Linked DNA regions of Mus musculus: region 2 is linked to region 1. The links are chromatin contacts, called in public HiChIP or PLAC-seq maps. All regions are on one chromosome and are shown on one strand. Each heading gives the region's core, a stretch centred on a gene start, on an enhancer-like site or on the middle of the called end of the contact. The rest is flanking DNA. Distances are from core to core; before and after follow the strand shown.

Region 1 (4,745 bases), core at 772-3,271:
AGAGAAAGGGAGGAGTGGATGGGGGGGGGGAATACTGGGAGGAGGAGAGGAGGAGGGAGAACTCTGGTCAGAATGTAAAGAAAATTTCAAATTTAAGAGAGAGCGGGGGAGAGACAAAGAGAGAGGGGGAGAGAGAAGACACCTAGCACACAAGTCCACCCAGGTTTGGTGATACATGCCTACAGGAGACACTTGGGAGGCTCAGGCAGGGAAGATTTTGAGTTTGTGGCTAGCCTGGACCACTGGATTATACTGACTTTCAGTCAAGTCAGTCTCGAAGTCTCTCTCAAAACACTCTTAATGACTACCCCAAAAGCAAGGCAGTCACTGGCTTTTAGCAACAAACCTGCATGCTCTTCCTAGGGCAGGAGAAACTAGGGGCTCCCACGGGCTCCTTTCCTGTCAATCAACTGGAAATTAAAGAGTCGATTTCTTTCTTTGGAAGAAAAGGTGGGGGAGGAGGCATTAAAGCTTAAAGCTTCAAGTCCAGGAGATGAAAACAAAACAAAACAAAAACCTGCCAGCTGGTCCCAGTTTCAAAGTCAAGTCCTTGTTCCCTAAAATCATGAGTCATGGAAGGCAGAGTCAGATGGGTCTGTATGAGTTTGAGGCTAACCTGGTTTGAATATCGAGTTTCAGTCTTGCTTCATAAGACCTATCTCAAAAAATAAAATAAAAATAAAATCACATCCCTAAGAAATTTACTTCTCTAAAAATCATTTCGTTAACAACTAAATCCCTCAACTGAACGCGATATCATTTGATTTCAACCGGATACACGCTGAATTCTAACTTTCCTACCCCGACCTTACCCTTGTAAATGGATCTTCGGTTCCCAAAATGGAGAAGTTGTAAACAAATTTCAGAGAGCAGCTATCATGTTTATAGAATTTAGTTGATGAAAGATTAAAACAGGTGACGCCTTGGGAGGCAGAGGTAGGGGGCAAATGTTCAAAGTCCTCCTTATTAACTTATTATTAAGTTTCAGGGAAGCCTAGTCTGGATGGGACCCACGGGGGGTGGGGGGGTCGCTATTCCGTCTTTATAACTTTGTAAAATATGGTTTCGGATCAGTTAAAAACCAGTTTAAACGTCAGACCAAATCCTAACACGCCAAGCCTTTATCGCTGTGGTAATGGAATGGTAAAGGAAGAATGTAGTTGGCGTGTTTGATTTTAATCCTCACACCATGCCAAAGTTTTGAGCCAGTGATTTCACACGGCCCCCCATTAACTTTTCGTTAGCCTAGCTGACAAGAAATGAACAGGCTGAGATTGCAGCCCGTTTGTCTTTCCAAGCTCACCATGTGAACCAGGCAAAAAGAGGGGTATTGGTAGAAAAGCCAGGGGCACGAGCAAGAGTACGGATCAGTCTAAACTAAGTCCTGATTGAAAGAACTGCTAGAACTCAGGGGAAGGAAGAAAGAAGAAAAGAACAGTTTTGCATTTTCAGCTCTCGGACTCGTTCCAGAATTCCGCAATGACTGCCAAATGCAACGGCCTTGGAACCAATTAACCATCACTCGCGACCTTCCGCGTCGACTCCCAAGAGTGCCCTCCTTCCAGCTCAGTTCTGATCCTACTCGTGAAAGACATGGGGGAGGGCGAACGCATTGCAAGTAAGGGAATCGAGACCCCAGGGGAGCAGGGCGAGCTGGTCCAGGGTAAACTCCAGGGGAGCGGCTCAAGAGTGCTGGCGGCACGGGATGCACAGCGCATTGCAAATGAGGGAATCGGAGGCCCTTGGGGAGTAGGGTGAGCAGGTTCGGGGTAAATTCCAGGAAAGAGACGCGAGAGCGCTCTGGCGACGCGGGGTGTGCAAAGCGCCTGCTCAGCTGGGGACCCGATCTTGGCCTCCGCTCTTGCCCGCCCACCCTGGAGACCCCAGCCCGCCCCACCGCCGCCTGACCTGTCCCCGCGGGGTCCGGGTGCGCAGCGCGCCGCCTCCATACCCGCCCGACCGGTGGCATCAGCGTCCAGACCCCGAGACGCCGCCGCCCGGCTGGAGAGGATGGAGGAGATCGGGCCCCGCCCCTGACAACCACACCCCGCACTGTCGCCGACGCCCATTGGTCCAGTGCCCTACGCTCCCCTCTCACTGGCAAATGGCGTTAGCCATGATGCTGGAGGGTTTCCAGGGGGCGGGAGGCACCGGGAGGCGAAGGCGCGTGCGCTAGATCCGGGAGCAGCCCCCCGGGGTTGGGTCGGAAGAGTCTGCTGCTCCATTCCACCGCTCCGGGACTGGCCCCCACAGAGCGATCCCCAGCACCCCTCTGTGGCACCGAGAACATCCAGGCTGCTGCCTTGGGTTTTCTACTCTTTATCACCTGAAGCCTCAGCATCTGACCACCGACTCTGGGATAGCCGAGGCCTTCAGCCTCCCAAACCAGCCTTTGCCCAAAGCCCGACTGAGGGATCCCTACCTGGGGACCTTCAGCAAATGTCCTTATTTAGTGAGGGTAGCAGCTAAGCTGTCCTCTCTGCAGTAAATCATGCCTCCAGCCATCAATGCCTTTGTGGCTTTGGTCCCTATAGGACTTTATGACCAGAACTATAGCATATAAACTTAATTAGTAAGGCCAAAGTCACACTGATGTTGAATCCAAAAATTCACTTAAAAAATAATGTATTTATTTTGAGACAGGATTTCACTATACTATCCTCGGTTGGTCTGGAACTCTGAGATCCTACTGCCTCTGTCACCCTAGTGCTAGAATTAAAGGCATGTGCCATCGTGCCCTAGGCTATTATGTGTATGTTTCACCTATGTGTATGTCTGCATATCATATGCATCCCTGGTGCCCAAGGCTGTCAGATACCCCGGAACTGGAGTTACAGATGGTTGTGAGTCACCATGTGGGTGCTGGGAATAGAACTCGCGCCTCCGGGCATCCAGGGCTCATAACTGCTGAGCCACCTCTCCAGGTCCCAGAAATTAATTTTTGAAAACTAGGGAATATGATACCTGCACACATAGGCTAGGAAAGCATTGCACTCACTTAGCCCCTCTCCCTGTGGGACTCTGGATTGCTCCTTTGTGTGTGTGTGTGTGTGTGTGCTACAAATCTTCACTCATAAGCTCTGCTTGGTCTAGAAAGGGCTAGTGCTAAATGAGTAGGGTTGAAAGAGATGCTATTTGAATGAGTAAGAGGACCACTGAGACAGGCACATCCACACTACCCACACTAGAGTGTGAGCTTCCACTTTATGTACACATAGGATAAGTTACTGATAGGAATCCATTTCTCCACCACATGTGATAGCGTCATATTTCTTCCACTGTAAACACATCTCAAAACACAAACCTAAAGTACTCATCCGTCCCCTAGCTCTCTGACCCCATCGTATTCACCAACACAGGCCTGGCTTGGGACCCTTTGAGCCAAGGCTGTCAACCATTAAAAACCAGAGCTCTCTCTTGATTTTCTCCAGTCGCTGAGCCTCACACTCGGTACCAACAGCGTGAGATGAATTAGTTCGAGGCAGAAGACTAATAAGCATAGACCTTTTATAGATGGGCACGAGGCTGCATTACTGACAACGGCTGGGTTCTCTAAAAACTCGGCAGCCATTTATTTACAAACGCTGTGAACAGTACAAGAAACGTCAGAGGTCTAAACAGTTAATGTGAGAAAAATACCAACAGTTCATGACACTAAATTCAACGGTTCCTGGTGCGAGGCGGAACCCTAGAAACCGAACTCCGACTCTGGCTAAGTGGTCTTCCTATTGCTGTTCGTCCCCTTTCATCCTTTCAAACCAGGATGACTTGCGAAACCTCCCCACAGCAGCTCCGGGAAGAACTGAAGCTCTGCGGTCCTGTCAGATCTTCACAAGGAACTGGCTTCCATCCAGCTTCCCCTTCTCCTTAAGGTAGGCAAACAGGTGCCTTCTGCGTCTCCACGTGACCTTAATCCCATACTTCTCCTCAGGGGTGTCCTTGACCAGAACAGGCCCCGGCTCTGGGCTGCTGGGAGTCCCAGGGCCAAGGATGCAGCTTGGAAAACTGTTTTCCTTCTGGTCTGGGGAAATGGGATCGTCTCTTACAGAAGAGTCTGGGGTCTGGATGTCAGGGGGTGCGAACACATGAGGTAAACTGTGAGGTACATGCACTGACAGTTCTCCACAGCTCTGGGGACTGAACAATGGCACTAAAGGCCTTCTGGGTGGGTCCTTTTCTGAGTTCTGGGGCTGCACTCGGTTGGATAGCAACAACGTCTCTGAACTGGAAGACTGTGGACTCTCAAAGGTTAGACGTGGAAACTTGCAGGTAGATCTCCGAGTTGGGCGCCTTGCCTGGTCTCGGTGAGGCTTCCGGTGTATCAGAAACCGGCTTTCCGCTGCTCTATCAAACTGGGGTGACACCTGTGCATAAAAAAAAAAAAAAAAAAAAAAAAAAGGATGGTGGTGGTGGCGAGCCAGCTGCAAAGCAGCTAGAGTAAATGTGTCTGATCCTTTATTTTTGTCCAGAATTGTGAGGACTCGCTACAATACAGGACAGACACCCATCCAGCTATGTGGTATGACAAGAAGGCAAGAGACCTGGGCCAGCTATCCAATCGCTCTGCCCTTCAGGGTGCGCCCGAGGAAGAGAGGAGACAAGGCCTCTCTCATCACCACTACACTGCTATAGCTTGTTTAACTCCCCGTCCTTAAACTTCCTGAGAACAGGTCGGAAGGATCCTCAGGAGGGCAGGGACAGACTGACTGTCAACAACGCCTGGCTGAGGGAGGGCCTGGCAGGAA
Region 2 (4,745 bases), core at 658-3,157, 580 kb after region 1:
CCAAGACAAGTTCACAAACACTCTCCCTTATTTTTCTAAAAATTCAAATGACTTTATGATATTAAGTTTTGTGCTTGGGTCTGTTTGTCTACAAATGGACTGTAGTAGTTTGTGTTTATTTTATTTTATTTTATTTTACTTTTTAAATAAAAATACATCTTTATGTGTAAAAAAAACAAAGAACGAAACCCACCATTTTTCCATTATAAAAATCCATAAAAAGAATCGTATGAATTAAGAGGCTGCATTTGCAAGGTGAAAGGCTGGAAAGGTTGAATGATGATTAAAACTATACAAATTCTTTTTAAACTAAGTGGAACCTAAATTAAGTAAACACTGTTAGTCAGTGCTATGTAACGTGGCTATACAATTCAGCAAGCGACCATAAAATTCTTTTTTCCCTTTTTCTACTTCTCTGACCCAGAGCTTTTCTATGTACTCAGACTGGTCTTAAACTTTTGAGCCCTCTTTTTTGGGGCAGAGGGGTCAAATTACCCTTTCACAGGGGTCTCATATTTGACATCCTGCATATCAAATATTTACATTATACTTCATAATCGTACCAGAATTACAGTTATGAAGTAACAACAAAGTAATTTTATGGTCGAGAATCATCACAGTGTGCAGAACTGTATTAAAGTGTCACAGCATGGGCAAGGTTGAGAAACACTGGTCTAGAGGCATTCCTTGTGGTGATAAAAGTGGCAGTGGGCATTATCATTCTGTCTCCACACCAGTAGCAAAATGTTTCCATATGTAAACATGTAATATTAGACAGCCTGAGTCTGTAGTCCTGAGGCAGGATCTGGCTCCCGAACAAAGGATCTCTTATTCCCTGAGAGGCAAGAAGTGTGTTTAGCTCTGACTGTGATCCCCAACTCTCTCCTTTCTGACTCTGTCTCCTAGAGATTTTGTCTCTGGGCTTTTTAACACAGAGACTCCTCTGACCTTGCTCTGGGTGTCCCTGTAAATAATGCCCTCAAAACTCAGAGTTGTAACACCATAGGGCTCACCTACCCTGAGGATCACTGTCTGATGTGTGGTATTCAGGGCAGGAAAGAATTGGTAATATTTTCTTTTTGTTGTTTTTGTAGTTGTTTTGTGTGTGTGTGTTTGTGTGTTTTTTTGTTGTCATCTTTTATTTCCAAATTGATTCCCGCTGGACAGTAAAACTGGTCTCATCATCCAGCCCCTTTTGGCTTTGTTAAAATCTCTTTGTCTACAGCATTAGTTTCACTTCATTACAGTCTAAGGAAATGCCTTTCTTTTTTTTTTTTCCATTTTTTATTAGGTATTTAGCTCATTTACATTTCCGATGCTATACCAAAAGTCCCCCATACCCACCCACCCCCACTCCCCTACCCACCCACTCCCCCTTTTTGGCCCTGGCGTTCCCCTGTACTGGGGCATATAAAGTTTGCGTGTCCAATGGGCCTCTCTTTCCAGTGATGGCCGACTAGGCCATCTTTTGATACATATGCAGCTAGAGTCAAGAGCTCCGGGGTACTGGTTAGTTCATAATGTTGTTCCACCTATAGGGTTGCAGATCCCTTTAGCTCCTTGGGTAATTTCTCTAGCTCTTCCATTGGGAGCCCTGTGATCCATCCATTAGCTGACTGTGAGCATCCACTTCTGTGTTTGCTAGGCCCTGGCATAGTCTCACAAGAGACAGCTACATCTGGGTCCTTTCGATAAAATCTTGCTAGTGTATGCAATGGTGTCAGCGTTTGGATGCTGATTATGGGGTATGGATTTGGATCCAGGGATCCACCCTATAATAATAAATGCCTTTCTTACAATGAGTCAAACAAATTTGCACAGGAAGGAGGAGCTCGAGCTACCAGATTGGCCGGTTGGGTTGAGTTGATCAAATCCCATATATTTGTGCCTGTCAGCTTTCAAGTTTCAATCCTATAGTGGTAACTCAGCTTCTCAGCTCTGAGATGAACATTACAAGGGCTTCCCTACCTATGCTCAACACCACTTGCAGCTGCAGGAGGGAGAAGTGGGTACGTATTCAATACTATTTGAACCAAACTATAAGAGCAGAGAGGAGCTTCACCAGGGAAGGAAGGCAAAAGAGCTGAACCTTGAACAAAATAAGGACAGAAGGGCGTCTGTGAGCCCGTCACTGCGGGTCTGCAGAGCAGGAGAATGCAGTCGGGATTAGCTATGAGGTTGTTACATTAGTTATTCTATTGGAGTATACAATACTCGAATAGTTCTCAGGCAAGAGAAATGAACAGTGAGTCACCTTCTAAGAGCCAGAGCTGTAGCTACAGCTTTCGTTCTTTGTACTTATCTTGCTAGTCCACTCTTCTCAGAGATCTGGTAAATTACAGTCTGGTGGATTACACCAAATTGCTGTAGTAAAAGTTTGCTTTACATGTCCCTGAGTGAAGGAAACTCAGACAACAGCTTTGCAATGTGCATAGTGACAGAAGTTGCCTGGGAAGCTTGGAGCGTGTGTTTTGCAAATCCATTGTAATTAAAATTGAATTGTAAGGAGGTGGCATGGGGTGGGGGTGGGGGTGGGGGGGGGCTGAAACTTCCCTGGACCAATTCCTTCCCATTTTGAGTTCTTGATAAGTTACAGAAAAAGAATATAATGGGGTTTTCTACTTCAGCCTTCAGAAAGTAAGCAAAATTATGTTTCTTGTGTTTCAAACTGTATATGCTTCATTATATTGTGTTCCTTTATGTCTCTTTTTGTCATTTATTGAAGAATACTGGATTTTGAGAAAACAAGATTGATATTTATCAATATACAAAATTCACAGCAAATGTTAATGCTTATCACTTAAAGCAAGTATTCTGACTGAAACTATTATTATTATTACTGATAATGATGATGACGATTGATTGATTCTTCAGCATTTCCAATAATGTTAGGAAAATGACATCTCAAGAAGAGGAAATATGAAGCATTTAGTCAATAGAAACTGAGTTTAGGTAAAGAAGCAACAGGTTAAATCTTTGAAAGCTTGAACTTGCATATTGTTTTTGTGAGGTCATTAAGAAATCTGGCAGTCATGAGGGTGGTGGTGGTGCTTGCCTTTAATCCTAGCACTTGGGAGGCAGAGGCAGGCGGATTTTTCAGTTCGAGGCCAGCCTGGTCTACAAAGTGAGTTTCAGGACAGCCAGGACTATACAGAGAAACACTGTCTTGAGAAACCAAAAAAAAAAAAAAAAAAAAAAAAAATTCTGGCAGCCCTAGCTAGTTAACGAATTTATTAATGTGTAAGTATCATGGTGGATTATCTTAGGGTAAGGAGCTAGGTCTGTTTTCTAGCTGTCAAGCTACAATAGCCAATGGTGTCAGAATCCTGGGGAAGAATAAATTTTAATCTTGGAGTTACATATTAATTAAAAAATGACAGTTCATCTATAGTCCAAACAGTACCCAGGTCCCTATGATCTGCATGGCAACTTGGGTGGAGTCACTAGGGCTTTCAAGCCCAGAAGAAGGAAGGCCTTGCCCTCCTTGGAACAGGTAATGCCTGGAATGAGAAATTATTGACCTTCACTCAGGCAATATAAGTCACTTGACTCTTAGAATATCCAGTTTTGTCCACAGTGTTTCTCAGTGGTTGTCATACCACAATCTAGGCAGTCTCTTGCAGCTGTGTCTATATCTCCCGAGTCCTTGGGGATATGCTGTTAGGCTTTGGGAGATTCTGTCTGTCATAAACGTATTAATTATTAGCAGACTTGTGAGAAGATTGAAGGCTATATCGATTGGTCATATCTGAGTCAGAAAACTTATGTTTGTTAAATTATTTGTTTGAGAATGTGTTGTGTCCGGCCAGCAGACCACAACCTGGGTTCTAGCCTGGAAAGGCATTTTGGAAACCTGGAAGAGAAGAGGGGCTAGGTGGCGAGAGAAAAGAATGTAGCCAAGACAGTTACTCTGATCAAGGCTCAAATTTTATTGTTGCGACACTAGTTATGAAGGAAGGGGGAGGGGACCCGATTCCCGCCGAATAATCTCTGGTCCAGTAGAAAGGTGCACGTGTGTGGCTCCGCAGGTTCCAGCAGTGGGCGTGGCAGACCGAATGAGCAGGAAGCTCCACCCCTGAGCAAGCAGGTTTCAGGCTAGGGGAGGGGAGACTACATCTCCTCCCTTTTATTAACAAAATTTAAAAAAAGAAAAAGTTGGCCTGAGGGGGGAAAAATTATCTATGCTCAATAGTTCTGTCTGGAATCTAGGGCTAAAGAAAAAACTTGCTTTCATGGGATTCCTTAACTTTTTTTATGGTAAACTGTATAAGGCTAAGACTGTCCTTTCTTATCTTAGTGAACAACTAACTGAAAAGCCTGGAGCTGTAGGCTCTGACTTTATAATGCTAATTAGTACTTGGTAGGTAACTTTCTAGTTGAATTTTAAGTAGGGCGTTGGAACTCTGGCTAAGTTTGACTGAACAAATGTGAAAAACACTATAACACTAAGTTGATATTCCTCCGCATTTTTGGATGATAGGTGGGAAACAGGGAGAAGGAGTTCAACCGGCTCTTGTAGTACAAGGCCAATTGGCTTTTTTATTTGGGTGGGAGGCAGTGAAGGGCTTGCCCTTTCAATAGTACGTCTCCAATCTCTCTCTCCCCTATTGATTAAGTTAAATAAGGCAACGCTTAACTGAGGTGATCAAATGATTTTTTCATCCGTAGATGAGTGGGCTTTTAACCTTGGCTTGGGTGGACATGGACCCGATTTCTCCCGTGGGTATTGGTAAAACCCACACATG

What was found. HiChIP or PLAC-seq counts read pairs in DNA pulled down with a chosen protein or histone mark.
Region 2: a FOXA1 HiChIP or PLAC-seq map of pancreatic cancer cells shows a contact between it and region 1. The contact joins the promoter of Clec2g here to the promoter of Tulp3 in region 1. A contact is called at or near these places in 2 of 115 datasets of contacts at active chromatin or transcription factors (bone marrow-derived macrophages and pancreatic cancer cells).

Annotation. Positions count from the first base shown.
Region 1 is chr6:128,353,830-128,358,574 of GRCm38.p6, forward strand. Tulp3 (tubby-like protein 3) reads right to left here and starts at 2,022. Exons shown (of 11, transcript NM_011657.2): 1 at 1,909-2,022. The coding sequence starts at 1,949. Rhno1 (RAD9-HUS1-RAD1 interacting nuclear orphan 1) reads right to left here. Exons shown (of 3, transcript NM_001326585.1): 3 at 3,171-4,364. The coding sequence ends at 3,822.
Region 2 is chr6:128,932,474-128,937,218 of GRCm38.p6, forward strand. It overlaps Clec2g (C-type lectin domain family 2, member g), which reads left to right and starts at 1,908. Exons shown (of 7, transcript NM_027562.4): 1 at 1,908-2,009. The coding sequence starts at 1,944.